Regions from separate parts of the Mus musculus genome. Here region 2 is linked to region 1. A link is a contact called in public promoter capture Hi-C data. All regions are on one chromosome and are shown on one strand. The core of a region is the stretch at or near the end of the contact, and the rest is flanking DNA. Distances in the headings are between cores, read along the strand shown.

The links. Promoter capture Hi-C pulls out the DNA fragments that hold promoters and counts their contacts.
Region 2: a promoter capture Hi-C map of liver shows a contact between it and region 1, with 3 times the contacts expected there. The contact joins the promoter of Depp1 here to the promoter of Atg7 in region 1. A contact is called at or near these places in 1 of 39 promoter capture datasets (liver) and 1 of 9 other capture datasets (liver).

Annotation. Positions count from the first base shown.
Region 1 is chr6:114,638,483-114,644,943 of GRCm38.p6, forward strand. It overlaps Atg7 (autophagy related 7), which reads left to right and starts at 4,645. Exons shown (of 19, transcript NM_028835.5): 1 at 4,645-4,668.
Region 2 is chr6:116,646,125-116,652,844 of GRCm38.p6, forward strand. It overlaps Depp1 (DEPP1 autophagy regulator), which reads left to right and starts at 4,560. Exons shown (of 2, transcript NM_145980.2): 1 at 4,560-4,721; 2 at 5,569-6,720. The coding sequence starts at 5,574. The coding sequence ends at 6,191. It overlaps Rassf4 (Ras association (RalGDS/AF-6) domain family member 4), which reads right to left. Exons shown (of 11, transcript NM_178045.4): 4 at 1,443-1,585.

The DNA of each region.
Region 1 (6,461 bases), core at 3,395-5,894:
TGTCAGTGTTTCTGTGATTCCCAAACAGATTGTCAGCAAGTTCCTCTGGCACATAAACTCTTAGACCTTGGCTTGTCTTCCTTCATTCCTTTAAATCATGAGTTATACCTGTTCCATTACACATCCTATCTTACACGCGTTCGTGCCACTGGCCAGGAAGAACGCAACAAACCTGAATTTTCTGCGCCAAAGCTTTATTGCTTACATCTTCAGGAGCCAGAGAGCAAGAGCAAGAGAGCAAGAGCTCTATTGCTTACATCTTTAGGAGCCAGAGCGCAAGAGAGCAAGAGAGCAAGAGAGCAAGAGAGCAAGAGTGCAAGAGTTTTATTGCTTACATCTTTAGGAGCCAGAGAGCAAGAGAGCAAGAGAGCAAGAGTGCAAGAGTTTTATTGCTTACATCTTTAGGAGCCAGAGAGCAAGAGAGCAAGAGAGAGAATGGCGAAACCCCATCCCTTTTAAGGAGAATTATCCTCTGCCTAGGACGTGTCACTCCCTGATTGGCTGCAGCCCATCGGCCGAGTTGTCGTCATGGGGAAGGCAGAGCACATGGGGTGGAAAACTACCCTTGGCACATGCGCAGATTATTTGTTTACCACTTAGAACACAGGATGTCAGCGCCATCTTGCAATGGCGAATGTGAGGGCGGCTCCCAACAATCCTAGACTGTGTTTTTCCTCCTATTTTTAATTGGGTTTTGAGTTCACTTAGTTTCCCTTGCTAGCCTTGACAGAGTGAACCCTCTCCTCTTACCTCATCTATGGATGAATGAAATTGCAAGTACCACTTTTTCTCGCTGTACATTTTTTGTGTAGGTGTATTTTGAGGTTATATCTCAAATTTGTGATGGATTTTGGATGGTTCATTTCCATTAACATTTAAGGTGGATGATTTCTTGCTTTGCATTCTCCTCTCTGATTCTCTCTCTGTGGACTGGAGCCCCAGATTTTGGTGCTTGACTACAGGAAGCTTCTATGTTTTGTTCAGTCGTAACTTTTCCAGTGGTGGCTTATAGGCAAATATGGAAGCTATAATATTCATTGCTGGTTGTCAAGTTGACTGTATCTGGAATTGTCTACAATCAAGTTTGGAAGTCTCATCTGTGATCCTCATGTTGAGGCTGACAGATAGCTTTTTCTCACCTGGATTTTGGCATGGAGATCTTGAGACACAGTGGCTATGACTCCCAGGAGACTAAGGCAAGGAGATTTCTCAGTACAAGTTCACTCTGTGACAAAACAAGTCCCAGACACAGGCTTGGTGGTACACATTTAATCTATGCCACACCTTCTACTGTAGACCCACATAAGGATATTAGAAGAAGGAAGATTTTCTCCTCTTTGGATTCCAAGCTTTACTTGCCAGCACATCTCTTAGAATCTACTAGCCTTTTGGGACTGAGCAACTCCTAGATCCTTAGACTTCCTATTCACACCTGAGCATTGTTGGGGCATTGGACTACAGACTTTAAGTCATCATAACAATTTCCCTTACTATATAGAGACTATCCAAAAATTCACTTACTCTAGAGAACCCTGACTAGTACAGAAGTACAGCCAGTCTTCAGCAGAGATCTAGTGTGTTTTTTTCTGCTCTCATCCTGTCTTAGGCATCTCTGTCACCCACTGAGGCTTGTTTACATCTTTCTTCATTCATTTTCTTCGTTCTTTATGTTTCTCAATGAAGCTCACGATATTCAAACCATTAACTCTGGATGTGTTTTTCTTCTTCTTTGTGGATTTGTCCCAACTATTCAAACCCACATTACTTTGGAGGATGTAGTAGACCTTGCTGGGTCCCAGTTCACTGCCACCCCCCTGCCTCTGGATCTAGGCTCAAACTAAATATGTATTTTATTCCCATAAGCAAATGCCTTGCTGTTTTTTGCTCTTGTTTGCTTTCTTCTTTTATCCACCCACTTATTTCTCGTCTATTTGTCTATCTATTTATATAGCTATCTTCTCATCGGTGTTCTATTCCTCTTCAAACATATGTCTGTCTCTAGGGCACTTTTTCAATCTGGTGGAATGTTTGTTCTGCATGCTCCAAGTCTCAGGTGCTGAGATTCCAGGTATGTGATATCACACTGGAATGCTCTGTGTTCTGATCCATTGACAGACAAACAACATCCCCCCTTTGTCAAGTTGATCCTGAACATAATATAAGTCCATTTGTAGAAAGGGTGTATTTAGTATATTCGTTGCATTGTAAAAGTCATAGGCTGTTCTGTGATCATTCTCTTGTTCTTGTTTTTGTTTTGTTTTGTTTCTTTTTGTGGTGCATGTCTTTTTTTCCCTACCACTGGGAATGACGAGACTGTTATATCTTCATGCTTCTGGACAATCTCTTTAATGCCTCCAATATCCGTTGACTTTCAGGAGTACATTGTCCCAATAAAATACCATTGAATTCAAATTAAAGTACACAATGTTTTTCCAAGTCGACCCCTTGACATTCTGAAGTTCTGAGTCATTTACATTGAAGACAATCATCTTGGGGTTCTCTGGAATCATTTGTAGGAGGGCAGTGCCTTCCTGAGAAGTCTCAGCTAATACAGTTCCTTACATTACACCTTTTACTGCTTGGTGCTTTGTTCCTTGTTTCCCCCAGGTAGATATGCACATGCCCAATCAAAAATATTCACTGTAATCACAAAGGACCAGCCTCAGGCTCAGCCTAGGATCTTGAACCTAGGCTCTAGGTCTTGCAGAGTCCCGTGCATAACCTCAGTGTAAGGATATCTAGTTCTACAGCTTTAGGCCAATGTAGCATTCCAAGTCCCCATCCTAAAAAGAATGATCACAGTGTCACTTCAATGTAGCCTACTCTGTGCATACCACTGAAAATATTGAGAAGAGTGTGTGGGGATAGATAAATTTTCATTTGTCCCAAGGTTAGCTTCTCCCATCAAAGAAGCCACCAGAGAACAGGCTGGCCAGGAGAGGGAACAGTCCATCCAGCACAGCATGGTCCAGCCCTCTTGTATTATACTAGCTCCCATTTGCCTTTTTTTTTCTGGTCTTGTGTGTTACTCCTTAAGCAGAGAAAACTTATCAGAAGCAGGAATTCACACCTTCCATCTTGCTCTCTGTGATGTTTGGGGCAAGATGATGACTTGGGTGCAAAATTGTTGATCAGCTGTGATTGGTAGCCAGTTGTGGTCCTGGAGACATTTACCCACCTGTAGTTCAGGGTGGTCTTCCATTCCAGTAGTTATTCCTTGTTCCCCAACTTCATGCCTTCTTCCTAACGCTCATTTTGTGGGGTTTTTTTTCTTATTTTTCAGAGTCTAAGATTATTTCCTGTCACTCTGACTCCAAAGTGTCTGTCTCTCTCTCTCTCTGTCTGTCTCTCTTTCTTTTTTCCAGGAACCACTTTCCATTTGTTTACTCTGCCCCCCCCCCCGTATAAGCTATAAGGCACACACACACACACACACACACACACACACACACACACACACACACCACCTTGTAATTTATCCATTAGAAATAGGAAACCCTTAATGTAAAAAAAAATCAATAAATAGTCCAAGATATTATGATGAATCCCTAGAGGCACTCCAAAGGCACTGTGTGCCAGGAAAGGTGTCCGTGGACTGCCATCTCAGCAATGGTGATGCGGTATCAGGATGCTTGCCTTGAGCTCTGATCATCCTGGACTATAGAACTAAATCAAGTCAAGTACACTCTTGTCGCTAAGGAAGTCACTCATGTGCAAGACTCCCCAGGCTAGAGCATTTCATTATGTTCATTATCCTGTCAAAAAAAAAAATGTTTTCCCAGTAGTAAGTTTTTTGTTCGTTTTATTTGTTTGTTTGTTTTGTTTGAGATAGTGTAGCCCTGGCTGTCCCAGAACTCACTACTCACAGATCCACCTACCTCTGCCTCCCAAATGCTGGATTTTTTGTTTTGTTTTGTTTTGTTTTGTTTTTCGAGACAGGGTTTCTCTGTATAACTCTGGCTGTCCTGGAACTCACTTTGTAGACCAGGCTGGCCTTGAACTCAGAAATCTGCCTGCCTCTGCCTCCTGAGGGCTGGGATTAAAATCTTGTGCCACCACGCCCAGCCCAAATGCTGGAATTTAAGACATATCCCACACCGTCTGGCCCATATTAGGTTCTTAAGAAGTGATTTTATAGTCACTGAAGTTGCTGGCTGCAGTAGCTTGGTGGATATTTTAGATTCTATTTGGTTTTCCAGAGTTATATTTGGTTGGGCAAGCTTTTAATCCCAGCACTGGGGCAAAGCAAAGGTAAGCAATCTCTGTTAGTTCGAGACTAGACTGATGTATATGTATACAGGTCCAGAACAGCCATGGCTATGTAGTGTAAATATGAGGAGGACATAACCTTTTTAAAAAATTAAAAATGCAAAAAATAAAAATAAACCTTGTTTCAACACCTGTACTCTAGTACTACCCTGGGAATTTGATAATAATTCCGTAGTACTGTAGAGTCACTCGCAGGAAAATGTAATCTTCCTTACAAGCCCCAAAAGGCTTACAGGTTAGCCTTAGTTTCGCCCCGTTATTGCGGTTGTGGGGACCCTTTTTGTCGTTGTTGTTGTAGTGCGCATGCGCGCCGCGCTTCCGCGTTTGTGTGGGCTGGGTTATTACGTCATTGGGCCGCGCGGCGCGGCTGGGGCTGTGGTTGCCGGAAGTTGAGCGGCGGTAAGTAAGCCGTGGTTGCGGAGCAGCTGCCGGGGCTGGCGGGGTTCACTTAGGAAAGCTGAAGCCAGTTTTGGGCTGGTCTGGAATATTCTTCACCTGTCTATACTCGGTCCCCTCGTACTCCGGCAGAGAGTGTTGCGATCTCCGGGTCGGGAGGCGCCTCTGGTTGCTCATTCTGTGAAGTGCTGCCTTTGGCGTGTGTGGACCGGCCACGGAGTAAGCTTGTGTCCCCGGACTGTGAAGGGACTTGATCTTGTTACTTATGAGGAGGACATAATTAAATCTTTTCTACTAGAGGTTCTGCATCCCCTTAAAGGACCCAGAGATTACAAATTAGTACTTTATAGGAAATCAGCCTGGTGAGGCAAATGCACTTGTCAGAAAGTTTCTGAGCCAGGCATGGTCGCGGAGAGAGGTGACCCCAGCCGCAGGGAACCTGAGCCAAGAGAACTGCTATTTAGAACCAGCCTAGGCAATCGGACACAAACCCTTTTGCAAACTGGAAAACGGGTGTGGGATGTAGTTAAGTCCCAGAGCGGTTCTTCAGCGTTCCAGGGTCCTGGGTTCAATTACCAGCACATGCCAAATTGAATTTGAGATGAGACCGAATCAACCTGCGTCTGCAATTTTATTTAATTCTTTAAAATTATTTGTAACTTTGAGTGCGTGTATGCGTGTGTGGTCTCATGCCTCCAGAGACAAGACATGGCGGACCCCAGCAGAAGTGGAGCTCCAGGCAAGCTGTGCCTGATATGGGTGCTGGAAACCCTACCCAGGTCTTTGTAAGCACTGAGTCGAGTCAGCTTTCCAGTATAAATTAATTTATTTTTTTAAGACTGAATGCCATGCACCCCATGCTGTCTTTGAACACTCAGTGAAGCAGAGGCCGGCCTTTGAGTTTTTATATTTCTACTTCCACCTCCTTGAGTCCTGGGATTACAGGTGTGTACCACTACGCCTGTTTTTCTGATGTGTTCCTGCATGCTGGGCATCATAATATCATGGACTATTTATTGATTTTTTTTTTTTTTTTACATCCAGGGTTTCCTATTTCTAATGGATAAATTACAAGACGGTGTGTGTGTGTGTGTGTGTGTGTGTGTGTGTGTGTGTGTGTGTGCCTTATAGCTTATACAGGGGGGAAACAGGGGTAAACAAATGGAAAGTGGTTCCTGGGGAAAAAAAAAGAGACTTTGGAGTCATATTGACAGCAAATACTCTATCATCACCTCAGAGCTTCACTCCCATATCAGGCATCCTATTTATAAATCCTGGTCACAAATGTGCTTTCCCTTTCAAACGTGCTAATTTGGTGGCTTTTTATGTTGGTTTGACTTTGTCTTTCTTTTTTTAAAACCCATGTAACTGGTAAACAGACCTGTCTGCCTTGTAGACTTGAGGGCTCTGCCTCGGGCTTTTCCTTTCCCATAGACTGTTTATTTGTTTATTTTTTATTTTATTTTATTTTATTTATTTTTTTTTTTTGGCCTTGGTTTGTGAAAGCTCATGACTTCCTGTTGCTTCCAGCTTGCCTCCACCCAGTTCTTACTCAAAAAAGTCATGTGAGGAGTTAAGGACTGTGGCTTGCAGTCACAGCCCATTGCCCAATTAGAGTCATACTTGCTTTTAGTTGCCCCATGTGTATCTTTGAAAACTGCTAGACTGCCTTCCTCTCTCCTCTGTAGCTAAATGCACTTAGTTCTTTATAGTCAGTTCTACTGTGATACAAGACTTTTATATTATTAAATCCTAACATACAAAGCAGTGTCTGGTATATATGTTTAACAAATATG
Region 2 (6,720 bases), core at 3,310-5,809, 2.0 Mb after region 1:
GAAGGAGTGGAAGCTATCCCTTAGAACGGGTAACTGTTCTGAGATGAATCACAGACCATGTGCAAAGTCAGTGCCCAAGTACACCTGGGATGCAGGCTCAGCCAGCTTAGTGCCTGCACAGCTGTGTGCCGAAAGGGCTTGAGGGTGTTGTGGGTCCAAGGAGTCAGATTAACTTTGGGGATCAATTCTCCAGCCTTCTTGGCAGGACTGACCCCAACCACAAGCCAGAGAAGACAGTATCAGGATAGAGAAGGAACGGGAGTGATGAGAGGAGATAGCATTCAGTAGAGAGACTGTGAACATGGGCTGGGCGAGGGATGGCTAGTAGGACTGCCTCTACCTTGACAGGGGTTGGCGTGGGAAGCATGAGTCATACTTGCAACCTTTCCAAGGAGTCTTTATGTTCTAAGTCATGTTGCTCAAAGTTGTGTACCAGTGACCAGGGACACCTGGGGTAAGAGCTACTGTGTCACCCACATGTATTATCTATCTATCTATCTATCTATCTATCTATCTATCTATCTATCTATCTATCATCTATTGAGTGTGCATGTGTACTCAGGTAGGTAAGTTTATATGCACCACATTTTGCAGGAGCCCATGGAGGACAGAAAAGGGCACTGGAATCCCTGGAAATAGAGTTATAGGCAGCTCTGAACCACTGTATGCATGCTGGAAACTGAACTAAGGTCAGAGCAGCTGCAACTTCTGATCCAACTCTCCAGCTCCTTCACATATATGTTTTTAAAACAGTGTTTCTGTATGTGAGCCTGACCTGGGTTCAAACTCAGAATTCCTCTGCCCTTCAGTTTACTGAGGGTTGTAATCTCAGGCAAACTTACATCACCATGCCCATCTTATCTGCATATTTGGCAAGGACAAAATTCTGAATGTGTGCCTCTGAAGAATCATTGCGCAAAGAAGCAAAACTCAGACTAACTGCCTTTGTCCTGATGGTAAAATAAATCGGATTTTAAATTCTGGTAAATTGATGCAAACAGAATCTGTCACTAATGTGAAGCAGTAGCGAAAATAAATTTGGATGAATCCCTAAAATTTCCTTTCAAGGAGATCCCAGTAGGCTGAGGACATAGCTCATTAGTATAGCACTTAGGCGTGGGTTCTGTCCCCAGCACCATAAAGCAGGTGTTGGGAGCATGAAATTATTCTCCTGGAGGAGGGGCAAAGGTCATATCATCCCAGGGAGGGCACCCTAAGTAAGGTTGTGTGTTGCAGTGGGTAAGGCCAGAAAGGACTGAGGTAACCACTGAACAGGAGAGGGGTTTGGTCTGCGCTCCATTCCTAAGCCCCATACAGCAGTGAAGCGTCTACCCCAAGGCTGGGGTACCCACTGGGACAGAGAACTCCACATATAATGTGGTGCACCATGATAATAGACATCACGGAGGTCCCTGGCTCCACTCTACCTGCCAGACACTCACTGGAGGTAGCTGAGCCTCTCAGGCACCCATGTGGCAGACGGCAGGTGCACTCGCTCCCGATCATCCTGCATCTGCAGCCGGATGGGTCGTCTGAGTCCCCAGGCAATGTTGAGGAGTCCTTCGATGATCAGAGTCCCTTCTTCCTGTGGGAGAAACACAGGTCAGTCATTTCAAAAATCCAGAAGCTTCCCTAAAGATGTCTGTCCTTCCTCTTTGTGACCTGCTCGGGAACACGATGCTCAGCCCCCCAACCCTCCCAGGGAAGAGCGAGCTGTGTGTGCATGCTTCAGTGCACGAGGGCAGGGACCAGCAGGAGGACACATGAGGTGTTCCTTCCGCTGCTAAGTCCAGGCCCGGCCAAAGGCAGGGCGGAGGCCAGCATGGAGCTGCTGAGTCAGGTGTCCCCTAGGACACCGCAAGTGTCTGGCAGGCACGTCTACACTGCCGGGAGGAAGCACGAGCGGGGGGAGGCATGCCTGGACACTTGTACTGGGCTAGGCTCCTTGACTCAAAGGGCACTGGGACAGAGAATCCCATAGCCACCAGGCTCTACTGGACATCCTACTGTCTGTGTTCCCTGCCTTGTTTTTCTCTCCACACATCCATCAGTGGCAATGCCAACTGCCTTTTTTTTCCCCTAATGGTGGATGCTGGTTTGCCTAACACTTCTGGGACATTTCCATGGTCTATCATGAGTATTTCATGCTATTTTCATACTGAACCTTCAGCCTTCTCCGACTTCCTTAGGTCTCCAAATGAAAGGACTGCTACTCAACCCACAGTATTCCACCCCACAGGCACCCTCCTGACTCTGGCTCAAACTTCTTCGGTCCTTGGTTCTTTGTCTCTGACGTATTTCCAGCCTCTCTCTCTTCATGGGACTCTCTAGGCTCCCTGTACTCTATGATTACTCCATGAGCAACTGTACTGTCCGGGACCTACCTGAAACCTCTGGCACCACTGAGAGACTCCAGCCTCACTCTCTCATGGCTCTCACCCTATATTTTATTTATTTACATATACGTCTTGGGCCAAGAACATTTAATATAAGAGTCCCACATGTACCCCTATTCTCCCCGTACCTCTTTTCTCTTCTCTTCTCTTTGGGTATTTATTCAGTGATGTTCTACATCCAGTTACCGCTTAAACCGTAACTAATCTCTTTTCATATCTATTTGCCACACAGTTCCCATCTTGGATGGTGGCATGGATAGGCCTACTAACCATGATTCATGATGGCTAACACGCACACTGAAGATGTTTGAGAACACAACGGATGATGGTGATGACGTGGGGTCTAATTAAGAGTTCAGCCAAGCTTCCTAATCCATGGAACAGGAAGCTAAGCAAAGCCTGCGATTAGGTCTCTGCTATGGAGTGATGCTAAGGCATGGTGGTGAAGGGTGTGCTAAGTGAGGTCTGAAGACTCACATACTTAATGGCTACTTAAACGTACAGCACAGGGGATTGCAGTGGGCCTGGTGCTGCCCCGTGGATCTCTAAGATTCATTCATCTGGAAGAACTGGGGTCCCTACTTCTCTTTCTTCCCTACCACTCTTGATAGCCATCTTCCTTCTTTCTGCCTCTATGCATTTGAGTTATTTTGGATTCCACACTACACTTAAGTGAAATCATGCCCCACCCACTGCCCCATGGAGTCTCCTCTCTCTTCATTGTCCTGGAAAGCCCCCGTGAAAACAGGGATGTCATGAGAACCTTCACGTGGGGATGGCCTCACCCCCACTCACAGTGTGGATCTCATGGTCGGCTAACAGTCATGCCTAGTTTCAAACACCTCACTGACCACAGAGAGAAGAGTCTAAGGCTATCAAAACCACACACAGCTTCCTGATACGGCCTCACAGTGTTTGCCTAAACAGTCAGGCAAAAGGCTGGAGTCCTGTGGAATCATTCAGGTGTAAGTTGGGAATTGTCACCTGACTTAAGCATTGTTCAGTATCTCCAATGTCCCCATGCCTTTACCCATGACTCTAATGCTACACTTGGAATGCATAGACACAAGACCAGCAGCTCACCATGCTGCAGGAGGCTAGTGTCTGTCCAGCCCTCATGTATCAGACCTGAACGTACTGTTCCCTCTGTAACTCCTCTTCCTCCCGCTTCTGAGGGTAGGTGAGCAGAGGCGCTGAGGCCTGAGAAACGCAAAGCCGGTTCCTTCCCAGGGCTGTCCATCTTGCCTTCAGCTGCCACTGTGTTGGTATCACCCTTGGAGTCCCCTGGTTTCTCACAGCTGCTGTCATTTGCCCGAGCATGGCATCTGGCAGAAGCCACACTACAGCTCCTTACTCAAACCTATAGTGCCTTGCCCTTGCTTTGGTATCATCTGGCCCACCTGACCTGGACCACCCCCTCTTCTGCTGCTCCACAGCCCTTCGGCGCTCTATTTTGCAGCCATCCTGAGTGCTGAGTCACTGCGCCTGCCCACTGATGACTCCATAATCCTTCTCACTGGGAAACAGGCATCATACGTGGTGATTTGTCCACAGTATTTGCTATGCCATTAGCAGTCACTGGCACATGCCTGGCCAACAACGGGCAAGCAAATTTCTCCTTGAAAGTATCTGAGATGTTATGAGAGAAGTCAGACAGACTGTCAAGCTGCCCCGGCACTTGTGTAAGGTGATGTCCCTCACCCTGCAAGCCTCATGTGTTATCATGATCATAAGTGTAGGCCTGGAACTCAGCAAAACTTAGCACAAGGCTGGCGTGTCACAGGATCACAGGTCCTGGGGTAATCCATAGTAGAAAATACTGTGCTATACCAGACAGGGGTGGAAGCCCATGGGGGTCCTATGGAGGTCCCAGGTTCCAGCAGTCCCCAGGTCCCAGGAACCCCCAGGCTGGCTTTGCTCTCTACCCATAGTAAAGCTGTCTAAGTCAGGTGAGGTGGCTGCCCCACACCTCACCCTACAGTGTAAATATTTCCCAACCTCCTGCAGGCACATACACAAATTCCAGGCTGGCAGCTGGGCCAAGCCCCACCCTCTGTGCTTTCCCCTGAGAACCTTCCAAAGTGCTGTTATTTTGAGCTTTTCCTGACAATGATTGATGACCGGAGGAACCGTGTAAAAGCAGCAGTGTGTGTTGGGTTTGCCAGACCGCACAGGGGAAGAAACCACAGCACATCGTCCTGACTGTCCTCTTCCCAGGGACCAAGAGCTAGAGACCCGGCTGTGACTGCCCGCCTCTGGGGCTTCCTTTAGAGGAGACAGTCTTTACCCATCTAGACTCCTGCCACCCTGACTGCTGACTTACAGGTAAGAAGAGCAGCCACCCTTTGGCTTGACACTTTTAAAACACGGGGCTAGTTTATCTCTGAGAGCATCTCTCATCCCGAGCTTTCACGGCCTGACTACTGGATAGAGAGCAGGGGGGTGGGTACCACCGACCACTATGATAATAAGGTGTTTATACAAGGCCTTTGTGTTTACAGGAGAGCTGTGATGTCAAAGCTATGTCTCCGTGAATTTCCCCATATATCCCTGCCAGTGGGATGTTTATAACCCTATTTTTCAGACAAGTAATTAGAGGTTTAGAGAGGTGACATTGCCAGTCTCTAAGTCATTAAGTGGCAGAGACGAGTTTAAAACCTAGGTGTTCTCTGACCCCACATTAATACCCCCCCCCCCGTTTTCTTACCTGTTCGTTCTTCATTTTAAAATTTTTAATTAATTTATTTTATTTTATATGCATGGATATTTTGCCTACACTAATGTATGTGTGCTACACACATGCCAGTCAGACCCCTGGAACTTGATTTATAGATGGCTAGAGCCACTATGTGTGTGCTAAGAACTGAACTCAGGCTCTCTGCAAGAATAAGTACCCTTACCACTGAGCCCCGACTATCTGGCTATTCTTAAACAACACTAATGATGAAGCCTTAGTGAGCTGGGTACTTTGGTGGTAGCTGGAAGGATGAGTGCGGGTGGGGGCAGGGGGGTGAGCCTTGGTCTCAGATCTGCAGGTTTCTTATTGTTTTCTGGGTACCCGAGCCCCGTGTAGCATCTCCGATGAGGGAGAGGAAGTAGGAGGGTGTCAGGGTGGCATGGCGGGCTCGCCACTGGTTTCCTCTTGGCTAACAGGTTGCTTTTGCTTTATTAGCAGCTATGAGGTCCCGGCTTCTGCTGCCCGTGCCCCATTTGCCAACGATTCGGGAAATGTCAGAAGAGCTGTCACATGGGGCAGCTGGGCAGGAACCCCCAGCGTCCCCCAGCCTGGATGACTACGTCAGGTGTATCTGTCAGCTGGCACAGCCCACCTCAGTGCTGGACAAGGTCACAGCCCAGAGCCGTCCCAACAGACCCTCCCGGCCAGCCTGGACTCGAGAGAAGAGGCGCCAGGCCGAGTCTCCAGGAGACAGCTCTCTTTGCGTCAGCAGCCTGCAGCCCACACTGCCCTCTCCCGGCACTGACAACCCTCTGGACTGGCTCTTTGGGAAGTCACAGGGAGAGCAGGCAGATGGGAGAGGTCGACCCAACAGGACTGGTTCTTCAGATCCCTGGGATGTGCCCAGACAGATGGGCAAGGACACGGGGAGACTCTGTGAGGCCAGGGTACCTGAGCACTCTCTGGGAAGAAAACCAGGGCCCAGGCACCAGACCTCCGACCTGAAAAGCTGGACTTCTAGAAAGTCCTGCCGGGCCTTAGCGTCCGTCTCCAGCTCTCGCCCCAGCAGTATCCTAGGTACTCTCTATTTGCACCTCCCAGTGATCCATGAACTCTAACTCCTACCCCAGGAAAAACCCATAAAGGATATGGTGGGCCCCTGTGCTCTCTCTAGCTTTCCTCTCCTGTGGTGGACACTTCCTGGCAGGTCTGCAGGGACTGGGCAATTCCTAGTGAGACCCATCCTCTAAAGAGCGATGACAGTCTAGCTCCCACAATGCGACTTTGACTGGTACCTTTTGTGTCTGGCTGGCCCGTGACTTTGAAGCGACTCAGTGTCCTCTATGTCTTGGTTTTATCATGACTAAAGTGAGTGTAGGTGGAGTGACCACCTCCCAGATTGCTCTAATGAGGAGATGCGGGCTGTACTCTGGGTGGCTGCCACAGTCTCATGAGAAACCAAGGGCAAAGGACCAAGGAAAAGGGTCTCAGGCCCCTAAAGCAGTGGCTTTCAACCATCCTAATGTTGTGACCTTTTAATACAGTTCCTCATGTTGTGTGACCCCCCAACCATAAAATGATTTTTGTTTCTACTTCATAACTGCAATTTTGTTACTGTTACGAATCATGGTGTAAATCTTTGAGCTT